Linked DNA regions of Arabidopsis thaliana: region 1 is linked to region 2. Evidence: chromatin contacts called from public capture Hi-C data. All regions are on one chromosome and are shown on one strand. The core of a region is the stretch at or near the end of the contact, and the rest is flanking DNA. Distances in the headings are between cores, read along the strand shown.

What was found. Capture Hi-C pulls out chosen DNA fragments and counts their contacts.
Region 1: a capture Hi-C map of seedling shows a contact between it and region 2, with 1.9 times the contacts expected there. A contact is called at or near these places in 1 of 26 Hi-C or Micro-C datasets (callus) and 1 of 3 other capture datasets (seedling).

What each region holds. Positions count from the first base shown.
Region 1 is chr3:12,350,867-12,355,165 of TAIR10.1, forward strand. It overlaps GDU6 (glutamine dumper 6), which reads left to right and starts at 1,606. Exons shown (of 1, transcript NM_180319.2): 1 at 1,606-2,167. The coding sequence starts at 1,643. The coding sequence ends at 1,978. It also overlaps the pseudogene AT3G30724 and the pseudogene AT3G30727.
Region 2 is chr3:12,165,741-12,169,477 of TAIR10.1, forward strand. AT3G30580 reads right to left here and starts at 2,441. Exons shown (of 1, transcript NM_113959.2): 1 at 1,837-2,441. The coding sequence starts at 2,413. The coding sequence ends at 2,027.

The DNA.
Region 1 (4,299 bases), core at 356-2,855, 180 kb after region 2:
AGAAGCCGACAGCTGCAGCATACATGCTGAAACTACAAAAACCCTAATCGAGTTAAGCTTTGTTCATCTTTCCACGTCTACAAAGCTTTTCAGTCTTACTAATCGAGTTAACAATATCATATTTGGGTTCAGACTTTCGGGTGACAAGTAATAGTATAACAAACAAAACCAAACCAAACCGTTTGGTTTGAGACAAAGGTTAACAAAACGATTGAACATATATTTTTTGGTTGGTTCATTTCCCTACTTTTAATAAAAATTAAATGACAGTCCCATTCACGACTTCCCTTTTGTGGACAAAAGCAAATATGAAATTTACTCGATGCTTCTATGTCCCGCTTAAAAAATGAACATAACTAAATGAAATCAAAGTCCCTAAATCCCAAAAGTTATAAAGACGACATTGCATGTTTTCTGTTTTTACTCAAACTACCAAACATAATGTCGTTTGGTTCCGTTGAATCATATGAATTAACGGTTGACTAACATCTGTTATATAAACTTATTTTTACACATAATTTAAAAAGTTAAGAAATCTATTTTTTAAAATTAGTCGTTAAGATAAAAAAGACATCAAATATTTTAGGGGAATTGACAAAAATAGCAATGAACAAGTTTTTCTTTCAGAAATAGAATATCTTTTGAAAACTTCCACAAAGAGCACTATTAACTTTAATTAAATATTAAATATAAAATAACTAATTTAATTAAAATAAATAAATAAAAGAAAATATTTCCCCCGCAAAAAAAAAATTGTCAAATTTTCTCACCAAAAAATTTAGGAAGGTAACTACGAAATTCGGGAAGGATTTCACAAAATTTAGGAAAGATTCTACAAAATTCAGGAAAGATTTTAGAAAATTCAGAAAAGGCTACACAAAAATAAAAATTATGAATATTGTGAAAACCTTCCTTAATTGCTTAGAATCTTTCCTAATTTTGTAAATCATGAATTTTTTTTTTTTGGTGGAAAAAGTTTGACAAAAAAAATTTCCCCGAAAACATTTTGGCGGGAAAGTTTTTTTGGAAATTCTTTTTTGATAAAGATACTTTATTATCTAATTTTATTTTTTGGCACTACAACTAAATAGTGTAGAAGTAATAATGTTTTTTTCGCTAAATACCTTTAACATTTACAAGTTTTTTTTATATATTTAGAACTAATGCTAAGCTTTACTTTAAGATATTGGAAATAATTATTTTTCATAATGTTTTAAACTCAAAACATTCATATATACCTAAATGAACTTTCACATATTTATGTTAATTTATAATAACGAAAAAATAACATTTGCATGCATGTATACCGTTTTTATATCTTGGTTCATGCACACCATTGTTTCCATTTCCAAGTGTCGGAAAAAATAAGTAAGAAGAACTAATGTAATGTCGTCATGACATGACACATGAACAATAAACAACAACAGATATAGTTAATAAAAGAAAAGAATATCTGAACGCACAAGGAATCTTCCTACTTCACTTTAAACTAAAATACGCCTACACTTCTTAGTGATCAATTAATTTAAAAATTATATATCAATTTTGTACAAACCTTCTACTATAAATTCCTTAATGCCCATAACTAAAATTCCATAGCTGCACTTACAACACAAGAAAAAAGAGACTACTAAAAATCATAATGAGGCCGACACCAAAAGTAGAAATCTGGAAGTCACCAGTACCATATCTCTTTGGTGGTCTCTTTTTGCTTGTTTTGCTTATAGCTTTGGCATTACTCTCATTGGTCTGCACACACCAAAAACCTTCTTCCTCTAGCAATAACAATCATATGGATGAAGAAGACGATGTCGGTGACAAGGACGCTAAGCCTATTACAAGAGAGTACTTACCTAAGATCGTGGTGATTTTGGCCGGAGACAATAAACCTACTTGCTTGGCTGTTCCGGTCGTGGTTCCTCCACCCACTTCCATTTTTCGTTGTAACTGTGACAATGTTACTGTCATCTCAACCTAACCATTAACATCTTTTTCTTCTTTTGCCGACAGAAAGATTAAGAGATTTCGACTTTTGTAATAATCAGCGGCAATTTTGTAACAGTCGATAATTTTTGTGGCAATGTTAGTATAGATTAAGTTTTGTGTTATTGCTTTTGTTTGTTGAGTTTGTTTTTGGAACAGCTTATGAATTATTGTTCTCTTTTTTTAGTACAATGTTTAAATTTAAAGATATATTAATTTGTCATACGAATTTTATTTTTCAAACATCATTTTTAGATCTTTACTTACAAAGTAGATGAGCATACTTTTTTTTTTTTTTGTCAACCGATATAAATTAGAACTCAAAAGAGTCAATCTCGAGGGATATTGTTTACATACGTGACATGATGCGGTACGGTACGAATCTTTCGTGCCAACTTATCCGCTTTTACATTTGCACTACGAGAAATTAAAGATAAAGAGAAATTTGTGAATTCTTCCCTATCACTTTGCAACTCCTCCAAATACACTGAAAACGCCGGCCATTCGGTTGGAGAAGACACCATCTTCACCAAGTCTGAACAGTTTGTAAAGAAAGCTAAGTAGATGAGCATACTTTGGGTTCGGAAATTGCAAATCTTTGATAAAAATTTTTAACTCATCGTAGAATGATTATATTGAAACGTCATCAATATCACTATGGAATTAATGTACCGATTGAAAAAATTATTATTAACAATATTTAGGGTTTGAACATGATAAATAATTCACAACAACAATACTAGTATACTCTAATTAATAGTAGAAGTAATGTGCATTAATAATGATAAAAGTATGTAAAATTTTAATGTGGGCTTTTCTAATTTCATTCACATAATGATAACTTTCACATTGATTGGCAGCTATTGGTGGACGCCGCGGCTTGAAAACGCAAAGAATTGGACGGTCCAAAGTGTGATCTTTTACTTTTGGACTATGTGGCTCTCAAGTGGTCGCCATCTTTTCTCGTGTGATCACTTTATTTGTGCGCTTATGCATATATACTAGATTTTAAAATAAAATATTTAATTTGTTTAATAAATTAAAAATAAATATAATTTATGTTTTATATTATCTAAATATACAATTTTTATATTTATATATATTTTTACTATAAAATTGCTATGTTTGATTTTTACTGTTTAAAAATATTAGAATAATAACATACTGTTTATTAAGTTAAAATCTAAATTATAAAAATAATTTAAATTTAAATTATTTTATTTTTTGATATTCTTTATTTTGTTTAGGGTTTAAGATAATATAATTTTATTTTGATTGTTATATCTAAAATTTTACCTGTGATATACCGTCTCGTATTACTATTCACTCAAACCCGTCCTACCATCTAATCTCGTTCAGTGAAATTAAACAATCTAATTAATTTCACCTGTAGTATATTCTCTCGTATTACTATCGACCCAAACCTGTCATACCATTTAACCCCCGTTCAATGAAATTAAACATTATTTTGTTATTTTTCTTTTAATAATATTTTAATTTAAAAGATATATAATTCAAATCAATCTAAAAATATATAATTCAAAATTCTCATATTATAGACATGTGAATGAAACCGTGCAAATTTTTGAAGAGATTTTTAGAAACGTTTGTTGAGCGCAATATAAAATATTTAAATTTTCAAATATGAATAATTAATACCAACTGATATATTGAGAGATTTTTGGCAACTATTGTTGAACGTAATATCTTGTATATAATTATCAACATTTGAAATTTAATGTCAATGACATTGTCTTGTAAATAAGTCTCTACTTCAGGATTTATTTTACTAAATGGCTGCAAAAATGTATATGTAGATATATATAGGTTTTTTGTTTTGAAACATTAAATATATTTATTTATTTACTATTATTATGATTCAAAGATATTTGTATTTTATGTTTCACTTTGGGTTTGATGTTATAAAAACATAAAAAATGTTTTGTTATTTTGAAAAGATAATAAATACAAATTTATTTTTTTAACTTCCGACTTTCTTATATTGTAAACGGATAATACAAATAGTTTAAAAGCAATTCCGGTGGTACAGTAAAAGTTTGATAAAAATTAGATATTGAAGCTTCAAATCATGAAAGTTTGTCTATAGTTGTGTTCTACTTGTAATTACACATGTAGAAATCTCATAGGTTCTACTTTGGACAAAGCTATTGTCAAAATTACATTTAAAATATCCCTCTGGGGTGGACTCCATTTTTTATTACTCTATATATCGCATCGGTCTAGCTTGTGACTGACTAATACTCTGTATGAACTCTGTAGTATCTTGTGTAGATTCAATCCACTCAGAAGCTTCTT
Region 2 (3,737 bases), core at 1,191-3,690:
TATGGAAACGCTGATTTTCTGGAAGTTCAACAAGAGATTTAGACGCAAACAATATATTAAAGTGTATTGAAAGTGAAATTTTAAGAGATTTGTGTAGAACTTATAAATCCTATGTTGTTCAAACATGGATTTTAAAAAGTCCCATGAAATCCAGTGTTGTTAAACTAATGATTTCAAAATCCAACTTAAAATCTACTATTATTGAAAATAATTTATGGATTTTGATTTTAATGATTTTGGAGGATTTAAGGGGATTTGAGAGGATTTCCTTAGTTAAAAATACAGAAATCTAAATCTCATGGTTTAAGGTGAAATTTGAATGGATTTTACAAAAATTATATAAACTTCCTTAAAATCATCCAAATCATTTAAAAACTCAAGAAAACTCAAATCACTTTAAATTCTAATTTGAATACATCCCCCTAAGTGCTTTGAGGACATGATCAAAATCACTAAGAGCTTCCTTTTGTGAAGCATTTATGTTTAGGTTAAATGTTATTCTTTCATTTAGGCGGTCTACCATTTAAAACCGACCTGTTTGCCAGTTCGTTCAGCATAATTTGATCTCTACCTCGATTTTACCTTGGTCATTGTCTATATCAAATTACTTTATATAAAATCTAAACACGGAGAGAAGAGAAAAAAGGAAAAACGACAAGAAAAAAATATTAATATGCATGTTTGATAAAATATAATTTGCATAAAGTTTTTAAACTTTTAAACAAAATAAGCTTAACTCACATTAATTTAGGGCATCTAGTCTGTAAAGAACTCACTAATCTTTGATTATATGGGAATTTTTTGGTAAAGCTTTCATTTCAATATTTACTTTTCCGTTTTGGATTAGTCACTAACAAATCTTGCTGGTTTGTCGTTTTTCATCTAGTCCATGCGTAAGTGGAAAAGACAAACCAGCAAAACGACTAAACGAGACATCGTTAGAGAATTAATACAAGGTCCATGGGCTTAACTTTTAAAACCTTTTGTGTTCTGCTTTTCGGTTATATCTCAAACGAACTTGCTCGGAGAACTGTTTTGGGCCTTCATATACGACAATTATCTGGATATAAATAAAATACTTCAAATTTGTTACACCACTTAATACTTTTAATATCTAGGTTGTACATGATATATGAAAATGTATATTAGAATTATGGGTGTGAGTAATTTATCTACGTTATTTCTTGCAGATAAGCAAAAACCAACAAAATTGTGAAAATTCAAACAAAAACTAATTATTTTCTGTGAAAGAGTTCCCATGTTGCTGTCATGTGTGTCTGATCCATTTCCCTCTTTACAGCCAAAATAAACAAACAAACAAAACAATTTCATCATAAAATTTTAAGACAATTTGATCAAACACATTGAAAATCACAATGTGACCAATAATGGAGAAGTTGTCTCGAAGGAGACGTTTCATCAGTCATCACACATGCCATGATAGACCTATTTTCATTTACACCACTTTGATTCATGACAGCATTCAGTAGTACATTTCTTTTTATATAACCACAAAAATCCAAGCATACAATACATAAATCGTTCAAGTTTAAGAAAATACTAATAATAATAATAAAAGAAACCACTCATTGATGTGCAATTAGTAAAATCAACCTTTCCCAAGCGTGGTTTTTTGTTTGAACTCAAACTTTATATGAATAAATTCTTCCTTTTTTGTTGTAATGAATTTCTTCTGTACGGAATTCATTTCCTATTTTTACAGTGGTATGAGAGTAGCGTCCAACGTAACTTAAATAAAAAAGTTTTTAATGTAAACATAGTTTTAGTATGCCAATAATCACCGAAGCATGCATGTAGCTAAGTAGATAATGGGAAATGATTTCTTATAGATGGACAATAATAATCGAGAACATAATTAGAGAAAAATACATATGTTAATCTTCATGTTGAAAAACAAAACCATTAAAATAATCAAACACCCTTTGCTCGAGGCATAAAAAAACCTCAACACAAAAAGGAAAGAAAACTATAATCAAATCCAACATATACAATCAACTTCAAAAAATTACTTCTTTTTATGAGACCTACTCTTGTTTTCACTCTTTTTCTTCTCTTTTTTCCTAGATATAAGATTACCAATATTCTTATCATCTATACGATGACTATAAACATCATTACTTTCACCTTTCCCATTCCTTAGAGCGAGACCTTCTCTACGTTTACCTCTATTGCTCGTTTGGTGATAACTTGGCCCGGAAGAAGCATCGGAAGCCATCGAATCATCGCTGTCTTTGTTGATTTCGTATTCATTCGCATATTTTCTACGATCTTTTTCGATGATATGCCCTTCATAATAGACCTCATCAATCACCTCTTCCTCTTCTTCCTCCATACGCGAAGAAATATACGTGGTCCATCCGGACTCGCTGCTGCTACATTCTTCTCTCTCCATGGATGACTCAAGAACCCTAATCTTGAGAGAGAGAGAGAGAGAGAGAGAGAGAGAGAGAGAGAGAGAGAGAGAGAGAGAGAGTGAGAGAGAGAGAGAGAGTTTAAGTTGTAGTGTTTTTGCTTGTATAATGGAATGTATATATAAGTGTCCCATAAATAATATGTAATTGCATGTGCGTGGAAGAAGACTCGTGTGTTTTCATTTGTTTAATACGCTAAGGACAGCTTATGTCTAACGTATAAAGTTATTTCCGACATAACTCGAAGAAGAATAGCTGTTTTTTATGAAAAAGGGTTTGTCTTCTATAAGTTATGATTTATGTGTAGTCTTAGTCTTCGTAATAGTGTGAGCATGTTGAAAAATAAATGCTAATTAATATAATTAATGTGTTTCGGTTAGAGAAAGTGAAGTGGTTTAAGTTCACATTGTGGCATGAGGGAAATGTATCTTTACACTAAGAATTCTCTGTAATGAAACCAAACACGCATGCATCTTTATGGAGATTGGATGTTTGATTCAAATCAAACCATGTTGTCGAACATGTTAGGATCATGCATGCCCCCTCTTATTTTTCTCTTTTTATTCTCATCAGATTCGTATATATAGTGTATAACCAATTATTGATAAGTTTGATAAAATATTTATATCATATTTTTGTGGAGAAGTGTTTTATATCATATGCTCTCAAAACCGTTTTAGTGGAACAATGGGTGTTTTTTTCTTTAAATTATGGGGGAATGCAAAATTAAAAGTGGTTCTTTCTTTAAATTATCAAACAAGTATATCTTAATTTTTCTTATAAGGACTTTTGTTTTATTTTCTGGAATTGCATTGTTCTATCTTTGCAAATTATATTTATAGTTCATGATTAATATTTAATAAAATTTCTTCGCTGGGTTTTAGATGAATTCTTCACAGACCTGGTGAAAATGGTGTATTCCCTAACCGAATGGTCAGCGTTTTCAACATATTTGGAGGAGTTTTTGATCGACAAGAAAAAATTCACTATATTTTCTTTATCTTTAATATCTTGTACTGCAAATGTCAAGGTGGATTATTTGGCACGAAAAAATCATGTTGAACCGCTACATGTTACTTATGTAAACATTTTTCCGTATTTTTAGCTTGTCTGAGCCTTAAATAATATCTCATGACAGAATAAAAATAAAAATTAATGAGTGTTTGTGTAAATGACAATACCTAAATCGAACAATTGAGATTAGTTTTTATAAAGACATGAGGTCACATAAAGCTAAAGAAACACAATTGAAGATAGTTAAACACTACAGCACAATCTTTGTAAATGATTATAGGTTTACCGGGT